2 separate regions of the Mus musculus genome follow, and region 1 is linked to region 2. A link is a contact called in public Hi-C data. All regions are on one chromosome and are shown on one strand. The core of a region is the stretch at or near the end of the contact, and the rest is flanking DNA. Distances in the headings are between cores, read along the strand shown.

Region 1 (4,349 bases), core at 373-2,872, 290 kb after region 2:
TTTAAGTCAGTAGCAAAGGTTATGAGAAAGACAGAACTTGTGTTGCTGTTGTTTTCCTTCTCAATCCGGCATCGCCCCTAAGCTTTCAGAGCACAGAGCCAGTTTGTGTTTAGGGCATCTTCACACGCCCTACTAGAGAGCATTTAAAGAAGACCCATGGGTCCACAGATGAGCCAGATGTGATGGAAGGGATACCCATTAGCAATAAAGTGAGAGTCCCCATCACTACTGACCAGTGATTTTCACCACTAATCCCAGCACTGAAAGTTCAAGATAGAACTAATATCTGAGGTGCTATCAGATATTATCTTCCATCATCAGTTAAACTGGATGAGTTTTGACATACTTAGAATTCGCTGTGTTAGCCCAATGAGGTTCAAGTGACAGGACACGTCACTGCCAAGTTCTATGCCAGTTTATCTTCTAGTCATCTGAATAAAAGTCACTCTGCACCAAAAAAATTCTCTTAAACACAACGAAATTCTGTTTTATGGAGCCAAGGGACATTAAGCTGCTAAAACACATGCTTTCAAAATCGAATGTGGAATAGCTGTCCTGTTTCTCAAGGGAAAAAATACACAGTTAAACCTTGCTTATTCATAATAACCCAAACTTCCGGAAGGCTTAAGCATTTGGAATTGCTCCAAACCCAAAAGAGGGGAGGAGGGAAAGGGAAGGGTTTGGAGAGCAAGGGGATGGGGGGGGGGGGGGGGATGGAGGGAGAGAAGGACAGAATGAACCAGCAGCAAGCAAGCCAGTTTTTAGAAGTAGACCTGAAACCCTAGCAACACTGAAAGAAGACCTGGAGCTTGCATCTGATTGGCTTACCAGCCAGCCGGAATGCTGAGCTCTGATTGGCTAGTGATGATGTCTCCAAATAATCAGCCTTTTGCAGGGAAGCAAATTTATCTGGCAGAAAGGACAGGAGGTAGAAGAAGCAGGCAAGAAGCAAAGGGAAGCGAACAGGGCAAAATGAATGACAGGTTATTTGTAACAAAGGTGGCAGCTGAGACGACAATGAGAACAAGAATCACTATTTATGTAGCTGCTTACAGTTTTTACAAACTAGGCTCCCTGAAATTACTGACACTGTCTTCAGAAGGACCTTCAAGGATTGCAGAAGTGAAATGACATTCCCCAGGTTACACAGCGAGTAAGAAAAAAGCTGAGGTCACCGGTCTCTAATCCAGGGCTGTTGACACCACAGAGTCTCTGGAGAGAATAATTTGGAGTTATCCTGAGGAATTGAGCTAATCCTCTGATCACAGAAAAGACCACCAGCAGCCACATCAGCTACAGTTTAGTGGGAGATGCAGAAAGGGCGTAGGGCTCACTGCCCTTTGCTACACAGAGGTTGAAATCATCGCTCAAGAAATATCTCCATGCACATTAGGAAGAACGGCTAGTGTGGTAGAAAGGAGGCTTGCATCTTGAGTGCTCAGTGCAATCATTTATTTACCCGGGATGGCTCACAGTGCCAACAACAGCATAATCATCTGTCCCCCAGTTGTTCAGCTATAAATGCGCAGATCATTTTTGTTTCAACTTTCTTCCCATATGCGATGCCTCTGTAAGGCCTGTAGCTGTCACTTCTAAAACCCTGAAGCCAGGTGCTTATGCCATATCGCTGGCCGCCATACTCTCCTCGGAGCCACTGTACTGTTCGACTGGGGTTTCAGTTCATTGCTCCAGCTGTGGTTTTGTGTTTATACCCTCGCTTCCCTAACTTCATCTTCTTCCCGCCCAGTCAATTCTCTGGAATATGTCAAATGCTTAAACATTACACTAAAAATGACATTCAAGGGTTCTAGCAGGGCCCAGCCTGAGTTCACTGTAAGTGCCTATGCCCAGGGCATATTGCTCGACACATGGTGGCCTCCTTTGTGGCTCTAGAGCAGAACCTCTCTCTCCAGTGCTGTTCTTGTCTTCATGTCATCAGACTTCAGGCTCACGTGGCTTTTCCTACAAGCTGATCTAAGTTCCCTGTTATTTTCTTATATGAATTCTTTTTATTGACTTCCTGTGATTTCTCAACTGAAAAGATTGTTTTTATTTGACTGCTTAGCCCTCCTTTTATATGTCTCTTTACTATGAAGCTCTATGAAGTTAAAACCTAGGATTTCACACACCACCCAGGAAAGTAGTGCATAGTGCTTAGTGGGTGCTTGATAGCTGTGTTGAATGAATGAATGAATGAATGAATGAGCAACCAGAGCTTTAGCATGTTTGGTGTTCCATGACACCTCTCTACCAACAACTAGGGACAGGGCTCCTGTAGGACAGTCTGTTGTTCTGTAATTCTTTTCAAAGTCATGATTGCTAATAAGCTACCATCATTTAGAAAGTTCTGTGAAATTCCTAACATAATTTCTGAAAGTGGGGGGAGGAAAATCTTGTTTAGACCTAGGCCTGGGGCATGGTAACAATGCATAGGTACCACCCACTGGTCATATAAGTTGTCAACTTTTTTTTTATTTGCCCAAATTGTGTCTCTGAGGGATAAACATATCCTTAGCAAAATGCATCAACCTATTGGGATTTTAAAGTCATAATTGAGCCAACGCCTTGGTCAAAGTATTGTTGCTTTAATTATGCCCATTTATTTCAACATTCCAATTTTGGAAATTTTTTAGCTGCCCCATTACATTTTCTTTTGCAAGTGAAAATTGTCACGATGCCCTCTGGTGGAATTAAAATTTTTCTTCCTTCTTTCCTTTCTTCCCTAGCTCTGTCCCTCGCGCCCTCTTTCCCTCCTTCCATCTTCCCTTATCTGTTTATCCTTTTATGTATTTAGAATGAAACACAGGAGCCATGGGATTTATATTACTTTGCAATGCTGACTGACTAGGTATTATATCAAAGGTCAGATTAAAGATGATGGTAACTACAACACTCATAGCTATATTTACAAACATGATCAGAACAGAGGAGCAAGAGTTGGCTGTGGCTCACCAAGAATAAGCAGGACTTGTGTCATTATATCCCCACTAGAGCTGATGCAGCTGACAGAATGGCAAGGCTTTCAAAACTGGTTCTGTGCACCAGGTCACGACTTCAGTACTTCTTTGTAGAGCCATGTCATTCTTCCTTTCCTTTCCTTTCCTTTCCTTTCCTTTCCTTTCCTTTCCTTCTTTCTTCTTTCCTTTCTTTCTTTTCTTTCTTGTTTTTTTTTTTTTTCTTTTAGGCAATCTGGATTACACACCAAACGAGATCCTGCTTAAAAAGAAATCAGACTTTTGGGCGATCCAACCCCTGGAAGATGTCAGGGCTGTTCTTTAAGCAACCATGGTCTTAAGACAGAGGGAAGTAACATTTATCGGAGTAGATTAGTTTCCATATTTGTTTATTTCAATGCAGTAAAAAAAAAATTGAAAAGAAGACAAATGAGTATTTAAATATCTATCAACATGTCCTCAAATTATTTAGTGATTGTTTTAAAATTTCCTAAAAGTCAGACAGTAGAAATAAGCTATGGATATAGTACAGATGCATTCAACCAGCTGATTGCATTACAATTGAATCTTTGGGTTTGGTGCACCCCAAATTAAAAGACAAGAAAAAGAGAAAACAAAACAAACAAAAAACAAAAGGACCCAGGGCTCCTGTACAGCAGGCCGATCTAAATCTCTCAAAGAGTAGTACTGCCCCCTAGCGGGAGTTTGGAAAGATTCTAAGGGCCAGGTGTGAGGGGCTGGTCTCAGGAGGGAGCTATCCAAAGGGAAGTTCCGCACTGTGCTGCTGCTCCAACAATTATTTACACAGTCAAAAAACCTGTCTGCAATGCCTTGTGACCAGGACCAAATTCAGTTTTACATCAAGGCAAAACAGACAAACACAAATCCAATTACTTTCCAGTTATTTTTTTTAAGGAATGCGAATCTGACATAAAGTGAGGGCAGAATGCACATTGTTTCTGTAGTAGCACTAGCATTCTGAGAATGCTAGCGTCAGGATCTCTGCCCACAGATGGGTCTGGAGGGCTCTGGAAGACACAACTGTAGCCATGTCATTTGGAATGTCGAAATTCAAAGCAAGCCCACAAACGGGGCTGACCTCTTTCTTTCTTTACAATTAGACAAATTACAGCAATCCTTCTGAGAATGTCTGTTTGCCTTGGTAATATTATCAATGAATTTCATTTTAGTACAGTAAAGATTGTTGTCAAAATGCTTGCTATAATACACAACAATGAAGGAAACCAGCAGAGACAAATGCTAGACACTTTTCTTGCATGGAGCAATCAACTACTGAAAACAAACCCAAACCCAACCCACAACAAACAAAATGGCCAGAAGGGACTTCTCAGAACCCTTACAGGGAACTGGAGGCTTGCAGCAGTTAGGAGAGTA
Region 2 (4,310 bases), core at 581-3,080:
AGGTATAGAATTCTGGCACATAAGCCTCTGGGGCTAGGTTCAGTGCTTCCTGGGACCCATGTCTGTTGTTTGTAGATTCTCACTTCCATAGTAAGAGAATGCATACAGCTGACTACTAGCCCAGCAACTTCATGGGCCAATTCTGGACTTATGGTCCTTTCCGTTACAATGTGTATGATGCTAAGAGAAACAAAGAATGCTGTAAAATAGTCTACTGCTTATTCCTGAGTTTACTGAGCACCGATTTGTGGCAGGAACACAAATTTCTTTGTTAGAGTCACAAAAAAACAATGGCCCTATCAGGACCCTCCAGCACTCAGGGGTCTCCAATTCCTTTAGCGTCACAGCCTGTTCCCCTTGCCTGACTGCATGCTTCTCTTCTAGACCCGTTGTCTACTCCCATTGCACACGTTTAGCTGCAGCTTTAGGCTTTACTCAAAGCCTCTGCTCTCTGTCAACCACACATGTAACTCTTACTCATTCTCCAAAGCCCACTCTGAATCTCGTTCCCTCAGTGGTTGCCTCCATGAACTCCCTTATCTAGAATGGCATCTCCAGTCCCATGGTCTGACAGAATCTAACATCACCCTTCCTTCCACAGGTCTGGCTTCACACATGGACTCATCTTTACTCATATCTGGTAGGAGAGTAGAAGCTGCAATCTCTTTGTGCATGAGCAACCTTTCCTGGATCAGTGTAGCTACCACCGCTCATCAAAGCAGCCTAGAAAATCACAATGGAACACAATTCGATCCCGGGGAGCCCAGGCCCTAATGGCTACATCTACATCACGGCTCTTAATCTATGGCTCAAGGAATATTGTGGAAGAGGAGCAGGAGAAATTTTAAGAGCCAGAACACTAGGAAAGTTTCCTCAGATCAGTATTTTCTAGAAATGGATGTATGAACCAGACGTGAAACATGGCACTACCAATGGTAACAAAATGCTCACAGCCAACCGTTGGACTGAGCGCGGGGACCCCAATGGAGGAGTTAGGTAAAGGACCGAAGGAGCTGAAGGAGTTTGCAACCCCATAGGAAGAATAACAATATCAACCAACCAGACCCCCACACCCCCCAGAGCTCTCAGGGACTTAACCATCAACCAAAGAGTACACATGGAGGGACCCATGGCTCCAGCTGCATATGTAGCAGAGGATGGTCTTGTTGGGCATCAATGGGAGGAGAGGCCCTTGGTTCTCTGAAGGCTCAACGCCCCAGTGTAGGGGAATGTGAGGGTGGTGAGGTGGGAATGTGTGGGTGCATGGGGGAGTTCCCTCTCAGAAGCAGGGGGAGGGGGGATGGGATAGGGGGTTTGTGGAAGGGAAACTGGGAAAGGGGATAACACTTGAAATGTAAATAAATAAATATCCAAAGGTGGAAGAGGGAAATTTCATGGGGTCGTAACCCTAGACAAAGGAGCAGTGACTGCTGAAAGAGGAAGACTTAGCTTTTCTCAGAGAGGAGCCACCTTATTTATTGTCCTAAGCAAAGTAATCAGCTTTGAAACCATATACACACAGATAAGAAACACAGATTTTATTTATATATATTCATGTAAACAGATACACATACACACATGTACACATACACACACACACTAATCAAAGAGATAGAGGCTATCAACTTGAGAGTGAGGGGTGGGCATGGGGACAGCTGGAAGGGGGTACGTGGGAGGAGTTGGAGGAGGTAAAGGGATGGGGAAGTGGTGTAATTCTGTTTCAATTAAAAAACAAATTAAAAGGATATAATCAGCCCGAGAGACATGGTAGACAGAGACAGGAAGCAGACATGCCTCTGACAGCTGTAGCTTTCAGTTCCTGTGCTAGGTCTCAGAGCCCAGACCCAGGCTTTATGCCTGGCTTACCCACTTGGACCAAGTGTGGCTTCTCAGAATAGCCTGAACCCACAGCGGCTCTTGTTATTCTCTGTTTGGCAATAGTTCCAAGAATTTCTGAGTTTGTCCTTCAGTGATTCTTCCCAGAGTCCTGTTTGCTGGAGAGAAGGGGGGCTGGTGGCCACAGCATGGGCTTACCGAGTGCCTCCCGTGTGCTGGACCATTGTGCCGAGGGCTGTCCTTGCATCTAGGGTAGCCCTTGATACCTACATATGGACTGAAATGTTGCAGTAGCTCCATTTAACGTGAAGAAATGTGGTATGTGTGTGTGAGAGAGAATTCTGTGTTCATGGTGGTATCCAGGACTGCCGCTTTTAATTTTGGATCTTTCTATGCAAGGGTTGGTTATAAAAATAAAGGGTGGGCCAGTGAGATGATTCTTTCAGTAAATGCTTGCTGCTCAACGGTAAGAATGTCATTTAGAATCCCAGAATCCATGTAACGCTGGGTTTGGGAGCATGGGTCTGTCATCCTAGTGTTGTTGTGCCGAAGTCAGAGGCAGGAGGATCCCCAGAAGCTCATGGGCCAGCTGTACTGCTATGTGCAGTGCTGGCCACTGAAGAGTCGCTGCCTTAATCAAGATAGAAAGGTGAGTTTGTTTTCTGACCCCTACACGCACGCACACCGTAACATGTATATGTCCAAGCTCACTGACAAACACACTTAAGTCTGAAGAGCAGTGAAGTCTGATATTCATATGACCCCTGGAGTTGGTGTCCACTTTGTGAAAAGTTTCCCATCCAAGGGAGGATGGTTTTAGAAACGCCATGATTCCAGCTGGAAAGATCTTCAGTCATAGTCAGATTTTAAAGATTATTAAATGATGGTTCTTCGGTCCTAATCGTATGCAGTCCTTAAAGGCCATCTCGGGGCAGCTGATCAGAGGGGATGCGGGAGACCCACTCGGGACAGCGTTTTTCTAGGAATGCTAGAGGGTGAGAGCCTTCCTGAGAAATTTCACAGTGGCAATAAATAATCCTGTCAGCTGTATTTCAAGGCAGACAGTGAAATCTTTTCTGGGAACATGATCTCTACTCTGTATTTGTCACATTTACTGACCCAAGTGGCCCAAAACGTCTGATGTTGACAATATTTGCCATTTCTACTCCCAGGTGGGTCTCCAGTGGTGTAGAGTAGCCTCTTACGGGGAATGGTCATGTGACCCAGAGAGATGGGATGTGTCCACGGCCAGAGGTCCAGGCTGTCCTGGTTTTTAAATGTGTCTGTTTGATGGGCCAACCTGTTGGGGACAGTGGCACCATAGTTTTCAAGTCTGCCCTCTTTTCTTTTCATAGAAACTGAGATTTCGAGAAGCACGAGAACTGAGATGAAATATGCCAACATTTTGGTGGCAAAAAGAAATGCAAGGAAAAAAACCAAAAAAAAACCAAAAAAAAAAAAAACAAAAAAAAACCCCAAAACCCCAGCTCTCTGGATATGCCCTAAAACTGTAACTTTTCTTTGGAGGCAATTATAATTTTTATGTCACTTCTCATTAAAATAATAGCAGGCACACTGGCAATGCAACTTTGTTAAAGGTGGATGATCCCCAATGAATGGTTCTGTGAAGCCCAAAGAGAATTCCCTGCCTCTAAATCCTCCGAGCCTTTTGCGATGCAGGTCCTGAAGGGTGCTTCATATTTAAAGCCTTTGTTAATAATGTGAAATATCAAGTCTCTTCTATTCCTTTTAAATCTTTTCATTTTAACATGGAATAAGCCTCCTCATACCTTCACAGTTAAGATTCTCAGAATTATGCTGGGAAAATGTAATTTTGCTTACATTTCCTTCAGAATCTGCTAATGTAAAATTGAACTTTACAAAAAAGATATCAGACCGTAGGAGAAATTGAGTTATTATTTCCGTTCCTCAGAAGATTAACACAGTGAAAGAACACTGTCCTTCCTGGATGCTCTGTTAAATATATAATCCTTTCATCTCATTTATCTTTTAGTCCAAAGACAATGTTGTGGATTATGTGATGTAAGTTCTGTTTCAATGAAGAATTAATTCTAATTAATTATTCATGCAAAAGGCATCTAGCTATATACCCACTAGATAGAGATTTAGCTCTTCTAAATCTAGGAATGATTGGCTTAATGAATGTTGATTTAATATGTCAACTCTGTATGTTTTTTTTATGTCACTAGAAGCAGGATCCAGCAGTATTTCTCCCTTATAGCCTCTAGTGTCAAGAATGTCAAATGGTCTAAAATGGCTGCTAGAGTTCCACTTGTAGTGAGTTCTGTTAGGAGACAGAAAGACAGCCCACTGAAAGACCTAACACTAACATCTTTCATCCCATTGTCTGGTCCTATGTGATGTAAAATATACTATAATGTTGTGTATAATAGTGCAATAATTCTTTTAAACTCTGTATATTGCCTAAGACTCTTTTGGTAGTGAATAAGGAA

Evidence for each region. A called contact is a pair of places that touch in the nucleus more often than the background predicts.
Region 1: a Hi-C map of pre-B cells shows a contact between it and region 2, with 3 times the contacts expected there. A contact is called at or near these places in 13 of 484 Hi-C or Micro-C datasets (3T3-L1-derived adipocytes, the CH12 cell line, DN2 thymocytes and 9 more) and 16 of 130 datasets of targeted methods (the 230-238 cell line, CD8 T cells, DN3 thymocytes and 10 more).

The regions. Positions count from the first base shown.
Region 1 is chr19:33,223,544-33,227,892 of GRCm38.p6, forward strand. It overlaps the pseudogene Rnls. Among named protein-coding and RNA genes, the nearest start is that of Mir3970, 69 kb to the left of the region's middle.
Region 2 is chr19:32,938,026-32,942,335 of GRCm38.p6, forward strand. Gm36774 (a long non-coding RNA gene) reads left to right here. Exons shown (of 5, transcript XR_001782638.2): 5 at 602-1,374. Among named protein-coding and RNA genes, the nearest start is that of Gm36774, 9.9 kb to the left of the region's middle.